Linked DNA regions of Mus musculus: region 2 is linked to region 1. The links are chromatin contacts, called in public Hi-C maps. All regions are on one chromosome and are shown on one strand. The core of a region is the stretch at or near the end of the contact, and the rest is flanking DNA. Distances in the headings are between cores, read along the strand shown.

Region 1 (2,855 bases), core at 141-2,640:
TCTGAATCCTAGGTAGAGTTTCCTAGGAACACTCACAACGCCTCCATACAGAAAGATAATATATTTAAAAGGAGATCATTTGTATTGACTTTCCTGAGTCATAAAGATTCTGTGTAAGAAGTGTAGGAAGATATTTATGAATATATGTGTGGATTTCAAACCATCATTCACAGAAATACCTAATGCTTTAACACAACCGAGCTTACGGGAGCTGCCCAAACTCTTTCCTGGAGTCCTAGTCAGGGGATCCAGCCATCCCTGTCCATTCCAAGGGTTGCTTCAGATCAGGTCAGAAGCATGGTTAGCATAGAACATTGATAATGCTTTGTTGGCTTGGTTTCCTGGAAACCAATGATGTCTTCTACTACTAATGGATAGTCTGGGAGATTGACTGAGAAATGAAGGCAAACAGACCCAGAGAAAGAACACTGCTAAGCAACAGGAAGAACAGTTCGCTGTGGTCCAAACCCTGATAGAGAGTAGTCTTGATGTACACAGAGCTTCCTATGTGAGAATGATGAGAGAAGGAAAGGCTGGAGAAAGAAGAGGAAAGGAAGGAAGTCCAGGAAAACAGAACCTGTTTTATAATGTTCCATTATACACTCCATTTTGTGAGCTCTCAGCTACCATCTTCCAGTTCCAATAAACTTCACTCTAATTGCTGAGAAGCATTCAACCAACAGTGTTAGCCTAACACAGGGAGCTACTAGGGCTACATGATTCCAAACCAATACAGGAGAAGTAAGAAGGGGAGGCCAAAGGATTTAATTTTCATTGGGATGCAGTTTTCAGTTGGAATTGTCTTTAAAACCACCAATATTTTAAAATTAATGTCAAAAACGCACCACCAAAGGCAGCCAGGCTATGTGCAGTTGAAGCTCTGTTACTATAACAATAAATGCCATATAATCGAAAATACAAAACTATTTTTAAAATTATAGTCAACACCAGCCAATCCACCTGCAGTTGTCATTGTTAAAGACAAGAGTGCGTGGTCCTCCGAACGCCACCTTCCCTGTTTGCATGGGGATGAAAAATGGGTGTTTTCTTCAAGATCAGGTTTGATATTTGCAAACAAATGTTCTCTTCTCTAGTTAGTCACCAGACGTTAAAAAACAACAAACACGATGCTTTGGAACCATGCAAATGATAGCGTGCAAATTTGCTAGCTGAAAATGGCCCAGAAGTTCATATGTGCAAGAATAGCATCCTGCATGCAATTATGTGTTTCTTAGCTGAGCTGTTCCCTACGTTTTTAAATGAACATTAGAGACACCTTTGCCAAGTTAAGCTGTTATCTGTTTTATCCAAGCTGCTTCCTGCACAGTAGAGTTAGCCCTGCAGAAGACAGTTACTGCTGTTACTGCCTAGCCTTCCTGTTCTCTGTGCCCCTTTCTTATCATTTCAGCACATATCTCTCCATTTCTGGTTTTTTTCTGAGTCCTTCAGAAGGACTTCTGAACGACCTGGCTTGTTTAGAATGACTTCTCTGAGAGCCTGTAAGGCTCTAGGCTTTATTTCCTGTGTTGCCCAAGTCCCTACTCTTAGTTCTCTGGTTAAAGCAATGATTCTTAGAAACAGAACAACGAGCCCTCCAGAAGCCACAAGAAGAGGTGTTTATTTTGACATGAAAAATGCTCAGACTTTCTCAGGATTCAAGTGGTGAGGCTAAGTTGCTCTTGAATGGGGCATGTGGAGGCTGGGGTTAAGTCAGACTAGACACAGTCTTTCACATGTGTTATTATGTGGTATCAACAACAGATACTGTCTAATTTATAGGCCTCTGATTTGTGGTAATTTAAATATATATATATATTTACATAGTGTGTGTATATATTAAACGATATAATGTATATCACTTATCTACTTTACAGAAAAGACTCAACCTTAGAAGTCAAGAGCTCTTAATGGTATAGGCTGTGATCGCTGGGAAGAAACGATGATGAATAGTAACCAGTAGGAAGGAGGACTTTGTTTTGACTGGGATTAGCTGCATACATTTGTTTGCAGCCGTTCTGCTCTGCTTCTATGGTTCAGCACAGACCTTATTCATCTTCATTGTGGCCAAACCCAAATCTTATTAGCCATCATCCCATCCCAACCCAAAACCCAGAAATATGTGCTAAAAATTGAACTTCATAAATGGAAAACAATAATCAGTCTTCTATTTGTGTTACATGTCTTGATTCAAAATGGGTCAAAAGTACGACTATGAAGCCATAAAGAAAATTCATAAAATAATAAAATTGTGAGGAATTATTTTAACAGGCATACACTTATGTATACACACATCCTCCCTTCATACACACTCACACCCACACATCTACACATTGTGATTATTTCTTCTTTTTGCTTCTTGACATTGCTTCCCACTGAGACAATCCTCAACTTCAACCACAATACAGAGAGGCTTTCAGTATGTGTTACTAGGCAAAATTAGTTCCAGGAATAGTCTGCAAGTCACCACTCCAGTTCTGGAACTTCCTTGATTTCTGGAACACTTTCTCTTCTCTTTGGGAATGCCAGAAAAATCTCAGCAGAAGAGTCAAGATGGCCCCATCTTATGCTTTTCTTAGACCGTTGAGAGTTCCTTCCCTCAGCCTCTGTGCTTGTAAATCTACTGTTCCGTGTGAAGGAGTTGAATGGTCTTGAGATCACCCAGGAGAATTTTAAACAAATACCAACTACCTCCCGTGCCCCTCCCCCACCACGAGTACTCAAACCCAAGGCTGATGGGTTGTGGGGAGACCAGGCCATCAGCATTCAAAAATATCTCCCAGATGACTGTATTTGGGGGTGAAGCTGGGTTTAAGAACAACTGTTTCAACAATGTAGATGGGCAGGCCCTTTCCTGT
Region 2 (2,855 bases), core at 197-2,696, 370 kb before region 1:
CAACCAAATAATCCCTAGGATAAACATAATTTGCGAAAACAATAATATGCCCAGAAGCAAATGCCAACCAAAGTTTAAAAGTTATAGTCTTCACACACAAGGTTTTTCAAAGAGCAAATAAACTGGGGGAAAAAATAGAAGTAAAACACATTTTACTTTAGTCAAATTTACTTGTAATAAAACCCATCTCCTCTGTATTTTATCAAACATTTTTGTGCAGGTTGCCAAAGTATGTAACTAAACAGACTCATAAAGTATGAATGCCTTCAAAGCTCCATTTCCTTCTGCGAATTCCAATGCCATCTGACAAAACCCTGTCCCAGGACTTAAACTCCAAGGAGCAAGTTGGCTAGTTTTAATAGGTCCCCAGAGAGACCTAAGGCACACAACACAAATTAAACCCCAGTTAGTGTAGCTAAGTAAATTAAACTCGTCTATAACACGTTTGAAAGGAAAATGATTCTATGCCAGATATGCAGATGCCAAAATAAAGAAAAATAAAAGGTTCTGTGAAACATCAAAATTATTTCAAGAGAAAGCACGACCAGCCAAAGTAGCATCACTGTGACCTGTTTTAGTTTCTGATCTGCTGCTGACATCATGCCCGGACTGCTGAAGTCGTCAACTCGGTCACCAAATAATCAGCGGCCACAGCACTTCCAGTTCTAATCGCTTCTAGAAGGAAGCTATCGGCCGGCTCACTTTCCGGTTCCTAGCTTACAGTGACCACGGGACCCAGAGACGAAGTCGAACCCCCTCGCTTCTCCCCCAGGCAACCCCCGCTTTACTTACCGGCAGTCTTTGAGCCATATCGCGATCTTCTCGTTGGGCACGTTTCCTGCGGGAGTAGAGCGAAGGGACAGCTCGTTAAAGACCCCAAACATAAGTACTCAGAGGCTGTGCCATCCTGACACTCCCTTGCAGGAGAATCTGCCCTGGCAACCCGTAGCCTCCGAGAGCCTTCCCGGCGCCCGACCCAGGGGAGCCAGCCGGCAGCCAGGTGCACATGCTGGAGCTGAAGCGCGGGTCACGCGCGCATTTAAAGTTCGGGGGCGTCCGGTCCCCGCGCCCGGTGGCACGGAGCACGCCACCTCCCTGATCGCACGTCCCTGTCCCGCGCACCGACCTCGCCCCGCGGGTGCCGGCAGCTTCGTGCCTGGGAGGTCCTCCTCGTCGTCCTCGTCCTCGTCCTGCGTCGTCGTCTCTGTGGACAGATCCTCGGTCTCCGACGCCTGCCAGGAGCTGCGGCACTTGGCCCAGGCCTTCCTCCTGCGACTCGCCACTTGCCACTCCAGTTCCTCCTCCGCCTCCGCCGACAGGGGTCGGTTCATGGCCGCGCCGGGGGCTCCGCGGGCCCAGCCCGAGCCTGCGCGGGACACAGCGGCGGCTGCGGGGACCCCCGCCGCTGCTGTCAGCGCCCAGCCGGGCAGGGGGCCCGGGGGAGCCAGAGCGGGCGCCGCAGGAGGAGGGGACAGGGAGGGGGGGAGGGAAGGAAGGGAGGGAGGGGCGGAGGGCCGGCGCTTCACGTGAACCCGGCCTGGCGGGGCGCAGGAGCGCGAGTGGCTCCGGCAAGCCGGGTAGGCGCCGAGCGCCCGCCCGGCCCGGTCCCGCCTACTCTAAGACCCCGCCCTGCCCCCTTTCTAGCCACGCCCCCGCTAATGCACAGTCCAGCCTCTCGCAGCTGTGCGCCACGCCCACGACGGAGGCCACGCCCTCTTCCGGTGGCGGTCTTGCCGGGAGGTGAGGACGAGAGTTGGGGCGGGGCACGTCCTGACGGGCTAGGAGCCGAACCGCCCCTTCGCGGTGGCCTCAGGAAAGAGCCAGATTTGTTTGTTTGTTTGCTTTACAGCTTTTCCTTCTCTCAACTCCTCTCTCGTCCAGAAATAGAGGTAAAGTGCCAAGGCCAAGTCTCATAAAACGCCCCCGCGTGCAAACAAGTGACTGGGCTGCTGAGACTTAATCAGTGTAGGATGCCTACAGGATTGGGCAAGGATGAAAGAGACGTGAGATTGTACTGTCAGCTTGTCAAAGCTTACCTTGGTGTTGCTCGCACATTTTGAGAAACCTGTGTGTCCTGGTTATGTGAGGTATGAAAATCCAGTGAGAAAAAAGTGGGTATGTCACATTGAAGCTGCAGACAAAAAAAAAAAAAAAAGGAAGTGAAGAAAGCGACCTGGGAGTATAAAGAAAGCTAACTGCTTGGATTTGGGACTTAGAAGATGTAACAAGAAGCAGGTCATGCCAAGCTTCTGAAACAATTCTTAAATCCCAGCTTCCTCCGTCCCCTTTATCATACTTGTATTTCCTATGAGGAAAAAAAGATTAAAATTCTATCCAGATTGAGACAAAGTGTTACATATCAAACAGTGAATGTCCTAAACCATCTACAGACAATATAGAAAGCTTCCAACATTTTATTGAACTCTGCAAGCAAAGTGAGAATAGTTTTTTGCTTTGGTCTATTTTTATGCTTTTTCTTGACTAAAAAGGACATTTTTACATAAATAATATTTTAAGGAAGAAATTTTCCACTTGAAATAGATATTTGCAGTTCATAAAAGTCCAAGTTAAGTGTGCATTCATAAATGAAGGAAATAGTTTTTGGAACACAGAATGTAGTGTCCTTGAGATGAGATGGAACCTAGTTTCTTGTGCAGGCCTTTGCACATAATCTATTCATCTTTAAAGTAGCACAGGGACCTTCCTGTCTTTGGTCCTTACTTCTTTCTAGCATGGTCCATATGTTTGATAGTTCCCAATATATCATTAATCATTGATAGAAACAACAACTCCTGATGGTTTATCAATATCCCCAAGACCAATTCCAAAATCCAAGCTGGCTTCCCGGAGCCATC

Evidence for each region. Hi-C and Micro-C count contacts between places; a contact is called where the count stands out from the background.
Region 2: a Hi-C map of LSK cells shows a contact between it and region 1, with 4 times the contacts expected there. The contact joins the promoter of Itprid2 here to the enhancer-like site in region 1. A contact is called at or near these places in 3 of 39 promoter capture datasets (the HPC-7 cell line, hippocampal neurons and pre-B cells), 7 of 484 Hi-C or Micro-C datasets (the Ba/F3 cell line, CD4 T cells, CD8 T cells and 3 more), 2 of 115 datasets of contacts at active chromatin or transcription factors (bone marrow-derived macrophages and memory CD8 T cells) and 1 of 9 other capture datasets (adipose tissue).

What each region holds. Positions count from the first base shown.
Region 1 is chr2:79,268,931-79,271,785 of GRCm38.p6, reverse strand. The region is part of intron 2 of Itga4 (integrin alpha 4); the gene reads right to left. Among named protein-coding and RNA genes, the nearest start is that of Itga4, 15 kb to the right of the region's middle. Within about 2 kb of position 1,390, at least 40 of the 459 cell types and tissues checked have an H3K27ac peak or open chromatin away from gene starts, as enhancers often do. A contact at or near this core is called in the Ba/F3 cell line, CD8 T cells, the HPC-7 cell line and 2 more, where this site is marked.
Region 2 is chr2:79,634,016-79,636,870 of GRCm38.p6, reverse strand. It overlaps Itprid2 (ITPR interacting domain containing 2), which reads right to left and starts at 1,446. Exons shown (of 18, transcript NM_080558.4): 1 at 1,127-1,446; 2 at 793-838. The coding sequence starts at 1,331. Gm46751 (a long non-coding RNA gene) reads left to right here and starts at 1,809. Exons shown (of 2, transcript XR_001783386.2): 1 at 1,809-1,889.